Linked DNA regions of Mus musculus: all the other regions are linked to region 4. The links are chromatin contacts, called in public HiCAR-type and promoter capture Hi-C maps. All regions are on one chromosome and are shown on one strand. Each heading gives the region's core, a stretch centred on a gene start, on an enhancer-like site or on the middle of the called end of the contact. The rest is flanking DNA. Distances are from core to core; before and after follow the strand shown.

The links. Promoter capture Hi-C pulls out the DNA fragments that hold promoters and counts their contacts. HiCAR-type assays count read pairs that join an accessible place to other places.
Region 1: a promoter capture Hi-C map of erythroid cells shows a contact between it and region 4, with 2.9 times the contacts expected there. The contact joins the promoter of Snx22 here to the promoter of Rab11a in region 4.
Region 2: a HiCAR-type map of astrocytes shows a contact between it and region 4, with 3 times the contacts expected there. The contact joins the promoter of 2300009A05Rik here to the promoter of Rab11a in region 4. A contact is called at or near these places in 4 of 39 promoter capture datasets (erythroid cells, liver and pre-B cells) and 1 of 115 datasets of contacts at active chromatin or transcription factors (astrocytes).
Region 3: a promoter capture Hi-C map of pre-B cells shows a contact between it and region 4, with 3 times the contacts expected there. The contact joins the promoter of Pclaf here to the promoter of Rab11a in region 4. A contact is called at or near these places in 2 of 39 promoter capture datasets (cranial neural crest and pre-B cells).

The regions. Positions count from the first base shown.
Region 1 is chr9:66,068,354-66,071,625 of GRCm38.p6, forward strand. Snx22 (sorting nexin 22) reads right to left here and starts at 1,406. Exons shown (of 6, transcript NM_001379335.1): 1 at 1,253-1,406; 2 at 821-904; 3 at 333-437. The coding sequence starts at 1,327.
Region 2 is chr9:63,397,125-63,400,545 of GRCm38.p6, forward strand. 2300009A05Rik (RIKEN cDNA 2300009A05 gene) reads right to left here and starts at 2,120. Exons shown (of 2, transcript NM_027090.1): 1 at 1,752-2,120. The coding sequence starts at 2,097. It overlaps Gm16759 (a long non-coding RNA gene), which reads left to right and starts at 2,193. Exons shown (of 5, transcript XR_003948339.1): 1 at 2,193-2,328.
Region 3 is chr9:65,888,807-65,891,787 of GRCm38.p6, forward strand. Pclaf (PCNA clamp associated factor) reads left to right here and starts at 1,517. Exons shown (of 4, transcript NM_026515.2): 1 at 1,517-1,668; 2 at 1,926-2,003. The coding sequence starts at 1,623. The region is part of intron 1 of Trip4 (thyroid hormone receptor interactor 4); the gene reads right to left.
Region 4 is chr9:64,736,370-64,739,457 of GRCm38.p6, forward strand. It overlaps Rab11a (RAB11A, member RAS oncogene family), which reads right to left and starts at 1,387. Exons shown (of 5, transcript NM_017382.5): 1 at 1,215-1,387. The coding sequence starts at 1,254. n-TQctg9 (a tRNA gene) reads left to right here and starts at 1,677; the gene lies at 1,677-1,748.

The sequences.
Region 1 (3,272 bases), core at 156-2,655, 1.3 Mb after region 4:
CCCAAACTCAGGGTCATCCTAAGGAATGAACCGCAAAGACTAGCACCACAAAGTGGGCAGGCTAGTCAAATAACTATCACTGTTAGAGGAAGGAGTCCACACACACCTCATGAAGAAAATACAGGAAAACACCCTAAGGGTGAAGAATCTACTCATTGGATTATTCAAAACTTTCAATAACCCAGATAGAAAAGTTCGTACTCATTTGGATAAAGAGCCTGAGATACTGAATAACAACCCCAAGTTGTGGGACCCAACACACTCCCACATCTCTAACTGGGTCTCCCCTGGTCCCTCAGACTTAGGGGCAACCAAGTGTACCCCGTGCACACCTGGATGTAGGTCTCTAATCCCTGCCGGCGCTGTTCCAGTCCTCTGGTCCTCCAGTTGGGCAGGCGTTTTGAGGGAAAGTCAGGCACTTTGTACCGTTTCTTGATCTGTACATCAGTTACAGAGGTGAGTTCCCAGCAAAGCACTCAAGCCCACTGCATCTAGCTGAGGACTTTCTCCAGTCCTCTCTATATGTCTGTCTTTAAGCTTCAACCTGGGACAGCTGGCAAGAGGTGGTTGGGACAGAAGTGACAAGCCAGAGAGTGGAAAGGACGCACACGGACAAGGTCAGTCTGAGCTGAGCTCTAGCCATTGCGTCCTCCCCGCGAGGGGCCCTGCAGCCCAGGGGGAGTCGCCTATGATCTGCACCCTCCTGGGGGCTGGGACAGTAATGGGGGTGACCAACCAGAAGCTGGGATCAGAGCTCTTTCTCATGCCACCGAGGGACCTGGCCTGGAGCCAAATCGGTGGGTAGTCCGCGACATCTCACCCGCTTGTGTAGAGCGTGGAACTCGCTGTAGCGCCGCGGCACGGTGTGTCTGCGTCCGCTGTACAGCACCTCCACTTGGAACACCTGGCGGGCGGAGGAGTGCAGACGGCGGGTCCAAAGGATGCAGTAGGACCCGCGCCGCGAGACGCGCCCAATTTCTGGTGTTAGAAAGGCACAAAGCCGACTTGGCGTGCCACCATCAGGGAAACCCCTTCCGAACCCCAGACACACCTGAAAGAAAAGGGTAACCGGCCCTCCCCTCTGCTCCAAGCGACCCCTCAAGAGCCCAAACCATTGTCCAAGGGGCTGGCAAAGCCAAGTAACCCCGAACCTTTGCGACGAATGTCCTAGCCCTGAATTCTGGGTCCCTTTTGCGCTGATCGCGAAGATAATCGGTAGATCCCCGCACACACTCTTCGTCCATTTGCTCACCATGTGGCCTTTCTCTGGACTCTGCCTGGGCCCTTCGGCCTCGGGCCCCACCGAGGGAATGTGAACTTCCAGCATCCGCGCCCCGACCCGGCTGCAGCCTCTCCCGGATCGAGCGCTTGGGCACCCGAACTCCCTGGAGCAGCCAAGCAGCCCTAAGAGGCTGACCCGCCCTCGGGCTCCAGGCCCTGCCCCCGGGCCGTAGGCTCCGCCCCACTCTCTGGATTTTTCAGCCCCAGGCTCCACCCTCTGATACGGGAGCCCGCCCTCGCCACGCCCAGGGTGTTCCCTGGCTCACTAAAGTCCTGAGGCCAGAAGATAACACCATGGGTCGCCATGCAAGGGAAGGAACCTTCAGCAGGGTCACCCATTTGTCAAACATTTCCCTAGTATCCCAGGTAGTCAGCCGAGGTACATTTTACCTGGTCTCTCTAAAATTTCACCTGGTCTTTGTTGAATGTCCTGGATGCTAAGGTGTCAGAGGAAGGCACAGTGGGTTTCAGGTCTGGGCTTCCGGTTAGGACCATCCTTGTTCTTAGAGAACCTAGCCACCACAACCTTCCCTCTTTCATGTGGTCCCTGGTAGCACCACCTGAAGACTCCAACTGAGGTAGTGCCGGGGTGAGGCTGGGATCCATTCTAGCTTTGATGAGCACCTACAAACCATTCATTTATTCCATCCACCCGTCCATCCATTCATCCTTCCTACCTTAGCATGCCTAGTTTGCTTCAAGCTAGTGTATGGGGAAGAGGCAGTTTAAAAACCCAGGCTTGGCACTGAAAGTCGAATGGCCTAGATATCAAGAACTGTGTGGAGTTTCTGCACAGCTGTAAAGCAGGTAACATAAGTATAAACACTGAGTGAAGCTGGGCGGCACGGGCCAGGGGTTCCACTTATCTATGAGGCTGAGGCAAGAGAATTGTTTGAAACCAGGAATTCAAAGTCAGCTTGAGCAACTCAGCCAGGACCCAATAGTGGCTTCCTTATGGGCTTGTTCAGCTGGGATGGATGGGTGATGATGGACAGATAATAAGAAGTAGGTACAGAAATGTGTGTAGAGAAGAGGAACAAAAATGAGTGTAGAGGCGGTGGCCCCAGCTGCTCTCATCCGCCCTGCTGGTCTTCTTCAGAATGTAGTAGGATTTTTGTTTGGCACATTGCTTAGTTTGGGTTTGGTTTTTCTAAATATGTAGATACGTTTTCTCTGTGTAGCCCTTGCTGTCCTGAAACTCCATCTTTAAACCAGGCTGGCCTCTAACTCAGAGATCTGCCTGCCTCTGCCTCCCAAGTACTGGGATTAAAGATGTGTGCCTGCCTGGCTATAGTAAGATTTCAAGACAGAATGATCACTTCATGTGTAAACACAGAAATGGCTTCCATTTCTACCTCAGCCCCACACTCCTTACTGGGCTCTAGGTAAAGTGCTCAATGGCCCAGTGTTCTGTTCTCAAACTGGGTCATGTGTGATGGTTATTCTGAATTGCCAACATGGCTACAGGTAGAGTTAACTAAAAAGACAAAACAAACAAACAAAAAAAAAAGACCACCAAACCGGAGTTTTGGTTAACAGCAGGATCATTTGAGGTAGGAAGACCCACCCTAAATCTGGGCCACACCTTCTCAGGGCAGCCTCTGTGAAGCGCAGGGAAGAAAGAAACTTTGGCTTCTTTGCTGCCTGCCTTCACTCGCCGTCAGGGGCAGATCCTGCTGTTCAGGCTTTCCTTCACTGGTGTTACAGCCTGCACTGGGATCCAAACACACTCTAAAGAGCAGCTGAGACAGCCAGCCTCGTGGACTCTACAACTACCGGATTCCTGGGCTTTCTGTTAATAGACAGTCATTGTTGGCTAACTGAGCCACAGCCTGTAAGCCACTCTAATAACTCCCCCCACACAGGGAAAGACAGAGACAGAGAGAGAGAGAGAGAGAGAGAGAGAGAGAGAGAGAGAGAGAAGAAGAAGAAGAAGAAGAAGAAGAAGAAGAAGAAGAGAAGAGAAGAGAAGAGAAGAGAAGAGAAGAGAA
Region 2 (3,421 bases), core at 870-3,369, 1.3 Mb before region 4:
CTTATTCCCAGCCAGGGACTTGATCCAGATGGGCAAACTGTACCCTCGCCAGCTAGGATCCTCTTACTTAATTCATATTTCTCTTACTTCAGACAAAAAATAAAAACCAAAATTACTAAATTGGTTTTTAGTAAAGTCCAGAAAAGGGTTTCAGAGTAAGCCAAGTTGTAGCACAGCATACAGGAACACTTTCTCTGCTATACTTACAGACTTTCTAAAAGCCCACTGTTAAATCACTATTTTATATTAAAAAACAAAGAAAGAACCAACAACAAAAAACCCTACATCTGTTGTATTTCTGAAAAGGTTTTACTTTTCTGTGTGGGAAGTGTTTTTTTTTTTTCTTCTTTTGATGTCTTAATGACCTACAGCTAAAAGATAAACCCTTAGTCATGACAGGTATCTTTAAGGAAATGTTTATTTTAACCTGTGACATTTTATATAAGGGATTCAGCCTATATAGTTTACCTATGGCTTGACCTGCTAGGGTTTCTTTTATTATTAATTTTATTTTTTTACAGTCTAGCTGTTGCCCTCCTCCTGGTCCCCCTCCCACAGTTCCTCATCCCATTTCTCCTCCTGGCCTACTAGTTTTCCTAACCTATATCTCAGTATTTGGAAAAGAATGACTCCTGCCAATTCTGAAAATAATAAAATAAACTCATTTCACAAATCTAATTTGTTAGCATTTTGGCTTTTCCCATAGTTTCATACCAACCTCAGGATTAGTTGACATACACTGTATAGAGTGGATCAAACAAGTTATGAGACACATTGGTGTATAATCTCCTTCCTGGATTTTCCAGGGGGACAATGGCTCAAAAATCCCGTAAGTGCTATTTGAGTTATTATAAGCAGAAATGCCCATGCTTTATTAAATTGAATGAACTACCAGACTATATGTAACACTAGTACGGCTACACAGAGTTTAGTGTTAATTTTGGATTGAAAAAAAAAAAAAAACTATTTGGAGGGGGAGGGTGAAGGGGATAGGGGATTTTCGGAGGGGAAACTAGGAAAGGGGATAACATTTGAAATGTAAATAAAGAAAATAATCTAATAAAAAAGTTAATAAATCCCTAGACAGCAATATTTAAAAAAAAACTATTTGGATTATACTGGTTCTGCTTCCTTGTATAGAGTTTGAGTGACTGACATCTAAGTTAATATTTTTTTTAGCAGCTATTAATAGGTCCGAAACATCTTGAGGACTTGAATTTTTCCCTAATCTATAAAATGCTGTCACATCTACAATCCGTGATATTGACTCTTCTGCCATTAGACCACAGAACACACACATCTAGCAGGAGGACCGTCAGAATTAGATTATCTTCAGGAATATAGATACTAAAGGATCTTAAAAGACAGCATCTTTTAAGTCTAGCACCTGAGAAAATATGATGTCTGGAGAGAACCTACTGCTTTTAGCAAAACACAATTGCTGAGATTTCACAGAAAGACAAAGAAACTTTAAAAGTCCGTCCAGTTTTTTGTCCTCCAAAGGCTCTTGGTGATGAGCGCGGGAATGACTCTTGCTAAGCAACTTCGGAGCCACTGTCGGGACTCACTCCTCGCTGCCCTGGGCAGGGTTCTCCCGGGTGGACAGTGGCAGGGCACGACCTCAGGGGTGCTGCAAGCAGCCCACCGGGGATGCGAAGGGCCGGCCCTGGAGAGCGAGCAGCGTGCTTGTGGGCCAGCGGCCGCCCTGGGATGGAGGAGTGCCTGGGTCAGACGAGGGCGCCGCCACTCACCCAGGTTGATGACCTTGAGCGCGGTGAAGAAGCGGTCCTGCGGGGCCAGGTCCTGCCAGGGCGCCTTGGAGCAGTGGTACTTGATGAAGGGGAAGCAGCCGGTGCGCAGGACGTGGTAGTTGGCGCCCAGCACCGGCCAATTGAAGTGCGACAGGCCGAACTGGTCGTTGTGGACCGCACTGTAGGGCACGCAGAAGGAAGTCCAGTGCGGCAGCCGCCGCTGCAGCAGGTGCTGCGTCAGCACCTCCGAGGCGCGGGGCTTCGGGCGGGAGGCGGCGCCCGAGGCCCAGGGCCGGCACAGCAGCAGCCGCAGCGTAGCCTCGTGGGCCCTCCGCAGGGCCTCCATGGCCGGGGCACGCCGGGGAGCCGGCCCTGGGCCCCTGGGGCCGGGCCTCTGGGGGCGGGGTCAGGCGAGTGTGCGCATGCGTGTTCCCCTCACCACCCTAGGCCAGGGCGGGGGACACCCAGCGGGCAGCGCGCGGGTGAGAGCGCCTTGAGGTGCGGCGCGTGCGCACAGGACGGGACGGGAGGGCGGAGCGACTGCGCAGATCAGGAAAATTGTCACCTCTGGCCTCAGGTAACCTCGGAGCAGGGAGACAATGTTAAAACAATCCTCCACAGCGACAAACCCGGTCTGGCTGTCAGGCGCTGGGCTCCAGGGAAATCCTCAGGGATGCTGAGGTGCTTGAGGTGTGCACAGGAAAGTGAGCTGACACCAAGGCCTGGCCTTTGCCCGGGCTGGACGCTTGGTGACCTCAGACTGCACGTATGTGCAGATGTCCTCACAGTCGTGTTCACTGTCCAGACTGAATCCTACCTAGATAGTGCAAGATAGGGTCCCAAGCCAGATGTGGCGCTTGCCTGGAATCACAGCCCTGAAAAGGCTGAGATGTGAGGATGGGGAGGTGGAGGCCAGCCTGGGCTACATAGAAGAGCAAGTCTCAACTGCCTCCCTGTCCCCGCACCACCACCCCCAAAACCCGAAAAGCAGTCCTATGTTTTCTCATTTAGTGCCCTAAAGCTCAGAAAAACTTCCCTCCTGAGAACACAGTAAATACTAGGACCGGAATTGGCAGTCACCAACCTTTAACAATCTCAGTTACCCATGAAAGTGTAAGGGAAGCATTTCTCAGACTTTCTGCTAGCATACAACCTCATGTCTAAAGTATCATTACTCTTATATGTCCTCAATTTTTGTGGGGAGAATGAGTAAATAGGATGAGGTTTCTGGAAAGTACCATATGCAAATGAAGTAATTCTCTGTGTTGGAACTATATAACAATTATTTGCTGAAAATTCAAGAAGGATGTAGAATAGTGTGATGTTTAAAGAAGATTTGTTTATTTTGTGTATACAAGTGCTCCATTTTCATGCACACCAGAAGAGGAAATCAGATCCCATTACAGATGGTTGTGAGTCACCATGTGGTAGCTGGGAATTGAACTCAGGTCCTCTGGAAGGGCAGCCAATGCTCTTAACCACTGAGCCATCTCTCCAGCAACATTTTTGTTTTTATAGTCACCAGTTTTGGGTTAGTCAACATTGAGTTCATTCCACAAATATGTTAAATATTTAGGGGGGTTTTGCAGTCATGCAAATAGTTTGAACTTTATAAGATTCTCTATTAGATATCGATTTTTAAAGAAAGATTAGGTGAAGTCATGATATAT
Region 3 (2,981 bases), core at 267-2,766, 1.2 Mb after region 4:
TTCCAGGACAGCCTTGATTCACCTGCCTTTGCCTCCTGAGGGTTGGGATTGAAGGCCTGCACCACAGCCTGGCTCCTTTTTTCTTGATGATTTATTTTATGTGCATTGATTCCCATCTTGCCTGAGTGTGTCTGTGTCAATGTGTCAGATCCCCTGGAGCTGGAGTTACAAACAGTTGTGAGCTGATATGGAGGTGCTAGGAATTGAACCTGTGTACTCCAGGGTCCCTGGAAGAGTAGCCAGTTCTCTTAACTGCTGAGTTACCTCTCCAGCTCCTGTTTTTTCGGTCTAGCTCTTTCCTTTCCTTCCTTCCTTTCTTTTTTTAAATAAACGATTTATTTTAATTTTATGTGTATTGGCATTTTGCCTGCCTGCATGTCTGTGTGAGGGTGCCAAGTCACTTGGAGCTTGGTTACTGCCATGAATGAACTGCCATGCTAGTGCTAGGAATTGAACTGGGTTCCTCTGAAAAAGCAGCAATACTCTCAACTACTGTGCCCCTTTTCTTTTCTTCCTTTCTATATTTTTTTCTTTTTTCTAAAATATTGTGATCTAGCCCAGACTGGCAAGGAACTCACAATTTCCCAGTCTCTCTGCCTCCTCAGGGCTGAGATTACAAGGTGCAGTAGGCCTGGCTTTAAAATCTTTAAATTGAATATACTATTAATTGTTGATTTGGTTAAGGCCCTGAATAGATTTCATTGCTGTTCAAGCATAATTCACTGCAGAAAAGTAGTTCTGTAACATGCTGAAGGGTCATCTTTTAAACAAGCATTAACAGACAGCATTCTGCAGCAAGCACATACGGTTTTGTTTCGTGCATGGCATTCAGAACAAACACAAATTCTTAGGAATATTGTAATTTGAAATATGGGTCAGACAATATGATCTCTTTTTTGCAGGGTTATCCTCACGTGGGTTGGTGCTGTGACCCTTTTACATTTGGCATTTAAAAAATTCTTTGGCCATGTTTTTTAAATTTTATTTACTTATTTTTATATGTGTATGGACAATTTGTCCTAATTTTTTGTCTCATGCGATCTGAAAACGGTTTTTAAAACACTGTAAACTAAATAAACTAAATTGAGTTTTCCTTTCTCCCGCCTCAGAAAGTTGTTTTAGAACACAGTAGGGTTCATCCTTAGGATACTAAACTTTAGTTATGATTTACATAGAAAAGTCCACTTAATTTTCACTTTCAGTGTTTAATTATCATGGATTTAACTCTGGTAACTTTTGAAGAAATTTTACAATCCCTATCTCTACTTGGTTTTATTTTGGCTAGTTCACAACCTATCTACCTCACCTCCATACTTCGTGCCCCCCTCTTCCCCCACCCAGAGTCCTAGCACCGCCTACCAGGGAGGTACAAATCACGACCACTGGGGCTGATGGACTGACTGGCCAGCAAAACCTTAAGTCTCGAGGCTGTCACTGCTGGACGCTGTCAATTGGTCCAGAGTGAAGGCGCGGAACCAATAAGAATCGAGGTTCTCAAGCGCTTGGAGCGCGCGGGAAAGAGACCCATTTAAACGGTGGCGGGAACATCATTTTCGGGTTCTTCTCTAATTGAGACATCTGCAGTTGGGGTGACGGTGAAAGTTGTCTCTTCTTGTGTGAACATGGTGCGGACCAAAGCAAACTACGTTCCAGGAGCCTACAGAAAAGGTAAATGATGCAGCGAGGTGGCAGGGGGTTCCCTAGGCAGCCTGTCCAGGGGTGGAGACGCCCATGGCTGCCTCCCATTGAGCAGCTAGAAGGCAGGCTCCCGGCCCTCACTGCTAATAAGCTGCAGAGAACAGGCAAGGTCGTTTGCTGCTGTTCATCTCCCTCCTCTTTACTGGCCTGGGACTGTTGTAGAACAAAGCTCGGGGATCCGAACCCTCCTGCCTTTTCTGAACGCCCCTATTTATCTCTCTCTGCAGCGGTGGCTTCTCAAGCCCCTAGGAAGGTGCTTGGCTCCTCCACCTTTGTCACCAATTCTTCAAGTTCGTCGAGAAAAGGTAGGAAGGGTCGTGGAAGCTTCTGAAGTAACACCCCGAGAGCATCAGGCCGGGCAAGGCAGTACTAACCTGTGTGGTCCTGACCCGCGGTGGATTTATTTTTACTTAGTTTCCTTCCTCTGGAATTTGTTTCCGTTGACATTCTCACACCTAAATTTCTTTCTCGCCCTCTAAGGGAGCCTTAGTCTTTCAGCAGGCTTGGATGGGGGTGAGGGTCCAATGGAAAATTCATGTCTTGGTGGTGAGGGGCAGTATATTTTTAAACTTTTTTTTTTCTTTTCTGAATGGTGTTTTAAAAATTGTTAACAGTTACTATTTTCTTGGAGGCTACTTAAGTGTCTCCTCATTAGATTTATGGTGATGATTGACTGTACTACCGCGTTTCCGGTTGGGGGATGTATGTGAGTGTCTGTTTGACCATGCATGCAATCTTTGGGAACTGAACCCTGGGCCTTCCTTGCCCATGTTGAACAAGTACCCTACCGCTGAGCTAACCACACTGCCCCAGATTGGTTTGCTTTTGTCTCTGCTTTTCCCTCCTCCTCTACTCCCCAGTTCTTCCCCTATCCGACCTTCCTTTTTAACTCTCTCCTCCCTTTTGTTCTCCCTCCTTCCCTCCCTTTTCCTTCTTCCAAGGTCTCATGTAGCCCAGGCTGGCCTCAACATTTTTATGTACAAAGAACACCTTTGAACTCCAGATCCTTCTGCCCTCCATCTCCCCACTGCTGGAATAACACACACACACACACACACACACGTTCTCATGTAATTCAGGGTAGCCCCAAACTTGTTACGTAGCTAAAGCTGGCCTTCAACTTCTGATCTCTCTGTCTTTAAGATCTTCAATTTAGGGGATTAGCAGGTCAAACTTGGGTTTCCAGGATTGTAGGTGAGATTCACCATTCTCCTGTTATATTTTTTAAAGGGGCAATTTTCTCTGAATTTTGATTTTACATTCCTATATTAAAATATAACCAG
Region 4 (3,088 bases), core at 137-2,636:
TTCAACAAATTACTGATGGCTGCCCTTCTAATTCAGGAGCAGAGCAAGGCTACGAAAGTGAGAGCGCATTCATGAACAAAAAAAGCGTTCACTGTACTCTCTCGTCACTGAGAACTGTATCCTTTCACTTCAGCTTCTTCGCGGACTCAACCCATAAGCAAGTCTCTATTTACATTCTTCCCTGTTCTGTCCACCGGCTCCACATTTCCCCCCATCCTGTAATAAATTCTTGATTTCACTAAAAGGGCACGCTAGCACTATAACCCTCTCTCACTGTTTGGGAAAGGTATGTGACCAACCAGGGTTCTTCCCTTCCTGTCGGATCCTCCCAGTATTGCAGCAGGAAGCAACCAGTCCACAGTGATAAGCTCGCTAGTATTTGTGCAGCGCACAACCTTTCCTGTTCGGGAACTGGGCCTTCAGGTCTGGCAGGGATAACAGCCACCACCCATCCGCAGCCCCTTCTCGAAAGCCAAGTAAAAGGAGTTATCCCGGTCTGGTTGTAGCTAGGCAGGGACAGAGATGAAAAGGGGGGGAAAAAAAAAAAAAAAGAAAAACGCGAGGTGGGAAGTCATCTGCTTGCCTGGACACTGCGACAAGTGCATGAACGCCAGGAGTGATGGACAGCCCCTCTTGCCCTCCCCTTCTCTCCCTCCCACCAGCCAGGTCGCTCCGGAGTGCTAAACATTAGTTGCCCGTCTGTGGGGAGGGAGGGGACAGTCCGCGGGTACTGACCTCGAGGTCTGCGGGGATGGGGGTGGGGGCCCGGGGACGGGCGAATCTGGCCGAAGCCCAGGAAAAGGCTCACGAGGAGGGAAGGGAAGAAAAGGGAAACGAACAGAAAAGAGAAAAAGCAACACCCCCGCCCCCCGAGCCAGTGGGTGTCCCGATATGGGTGCTCAGCCCAGGCAGGGGCCTGTCAGAGGGGGGACGTGAGACGAGCAGCAGCATCCAAGAGGAGGGGCTCGAGACGCCCAGGGAAGGAACTGCACGGCCGTGAGGGACGCAGCCATCGGGGAGGACATACAGAGAGGGGCGCCGCGGCTCGTCAGGCCTCCCAAGGGCGCGGGAACCCGGACGAGCGGCGGGACCCCCGACGGGGCGGCAGGAAGGAAGCGCCGAGGCGGACTCCGACCAGGGCAGGGCTGGCCCTGCGCGGGTCCCCCGGGAGTGTCTCGGGCCCCAAATGGGCTCTCGCTGGCCCACGGCCTCACCTTTAAAGAGGTAGTCGTACTCGTCGTCGCGGGTGCCCATGGCGCGGCCGAGGAGCTGAGGGGCGGGAGCGGCGGTGGCAACGGCGGCGGGACCAGGGGGCGTCGCTGCAGGGGTAACCCGAGCGAGCGAGGAGCTTCAGCTGCCGGACCCGGTGACGAGCCCCGCCCTGTATGCGTCACTTCCGGAAGGCCCCAGCCCCTCGCAGAAAGTACTTCCGGAGAGATGGCACCCCGCCCATAAGCTAGGCAGGGTGGAATGCGCAGGAGTGGACACCACATTCTCACCCGGCTTTGGGAAGGCATACAGGAAAAACAATCCTAAAATGGTCCTTGGAGCCTTTGGCTTGTTCTTCTCCCCAATCATTCAGAGAAGCGAAGTGTAAATCTTTTAGTATCTGGCTTCCGGTTGGGGGCGGAGTTTTGTCAGCATTAGAGACCCGAAGGCACTGCTGCCTCCGTGCTGGTTCCATGGTGTAATGGTTAGCACTCTGGACTCTGAATCCAGCGATCCGAGTTCAAATCTCGGTGGAACCTGCTCCCTTTTCTTCATACTTTTAACTCATATTGATTGTATTCTTTAGCTCATATTGAATAATAGAATAACCTTGTTATATCTGCTCTTGGATTGAACCACAGGTAGCCTTTACCTATGAAGACTACACTAATCAATCTTGTCAATTCAGTAGTATCTGATCTTCATGGAGACCTATTGAACTCTTTGGTTTTTCTTAGCCTTGGAGAAAGTTTGTTACTTGATTCCTTTTGCTGGAATTTTATACCCTCAGCTTCAGTTAAGGATAGGCACTCCTCACCCACTCAATCTCTCCACAAATCTATTGCACTATCTCCAGATGTCATTAAGAGAACTTCGCCCACCCTTTCTCATAAAGATTCAAGATCTTGAGTCCTATTTTCTGGCCTTCGAGCTAAGCCCGATTAAATAAATTTTAACACAAGAAGAATGGCAATTCCCATGTTAGCAAATATCAGTGTTAAGACTCAAGAAATTTGCCACAGCATCTCCTAATAATTTTGTTCTTGTTGTTTGAGGTGGTTTCACTCCCCCTCTGTACCCCAGAATATAGCTCAGGCTGGCCCTGCTGTCCTCCTCTGCCCCTTCCCACCTCCACCTCCGTCCACACAGAGGCATAGTCATCTAATAATTCCTGGGAAACAGATGTTTGTCATTCAGCCTACAGATGGAATTCAAATTGCTAATCAACTGACCTTAAGCAGAGATGTTATTTTTTTATTATCTGAATAAGCTCAGGGTTGTCCTTAAGGTCTTTCCAAAGTTGGAAGGAGGATTGTCAGCAGGGACGAGATGTTCTTCCAGACAGCCACCAGCAAGTCTGAGGAGTTCCCTTATCTATTAGGGACCTGGATTCGGAGAAAAACTGATTCTTGACTTTGCTGCAGCAAAACATTTCAGGATGAACCAATATGTGAGACAATCAGACTTTATTAGAAGAGATTTTTAATATAGATTCTAAGCTATATACTTAAGAGGAAGTGAGGGTCTCAGAAAGAAAGGTGTGGCCAAGAACATGTCTGGGAGTGCCTCAGAGAGGACTAGAGTTTCTGAGGAATCCAAGATCACAGGGCGGCTCCTACTTGGTGAGTAGAAACTTAACTGATGGGGTAACATCCAAGGTCACAAAGAAAGGTTGCAGGGGAACCTGGGGTGTTTTTCCTGTAAGCAAAGCTCTAGCCTTGTTTATGAGATGGGGAAAAGGGTGGCCACACTTAACCATCAAGGCTTCGTCCTTAAGGATAGTTCATTGCTGTTTTAACACTCTCTCTGATACATGTCATGTTTTAAAGGCTGTCACTAGGCCAGGTGTGGTTACACATGCTTTAAATCCTACTTGGGA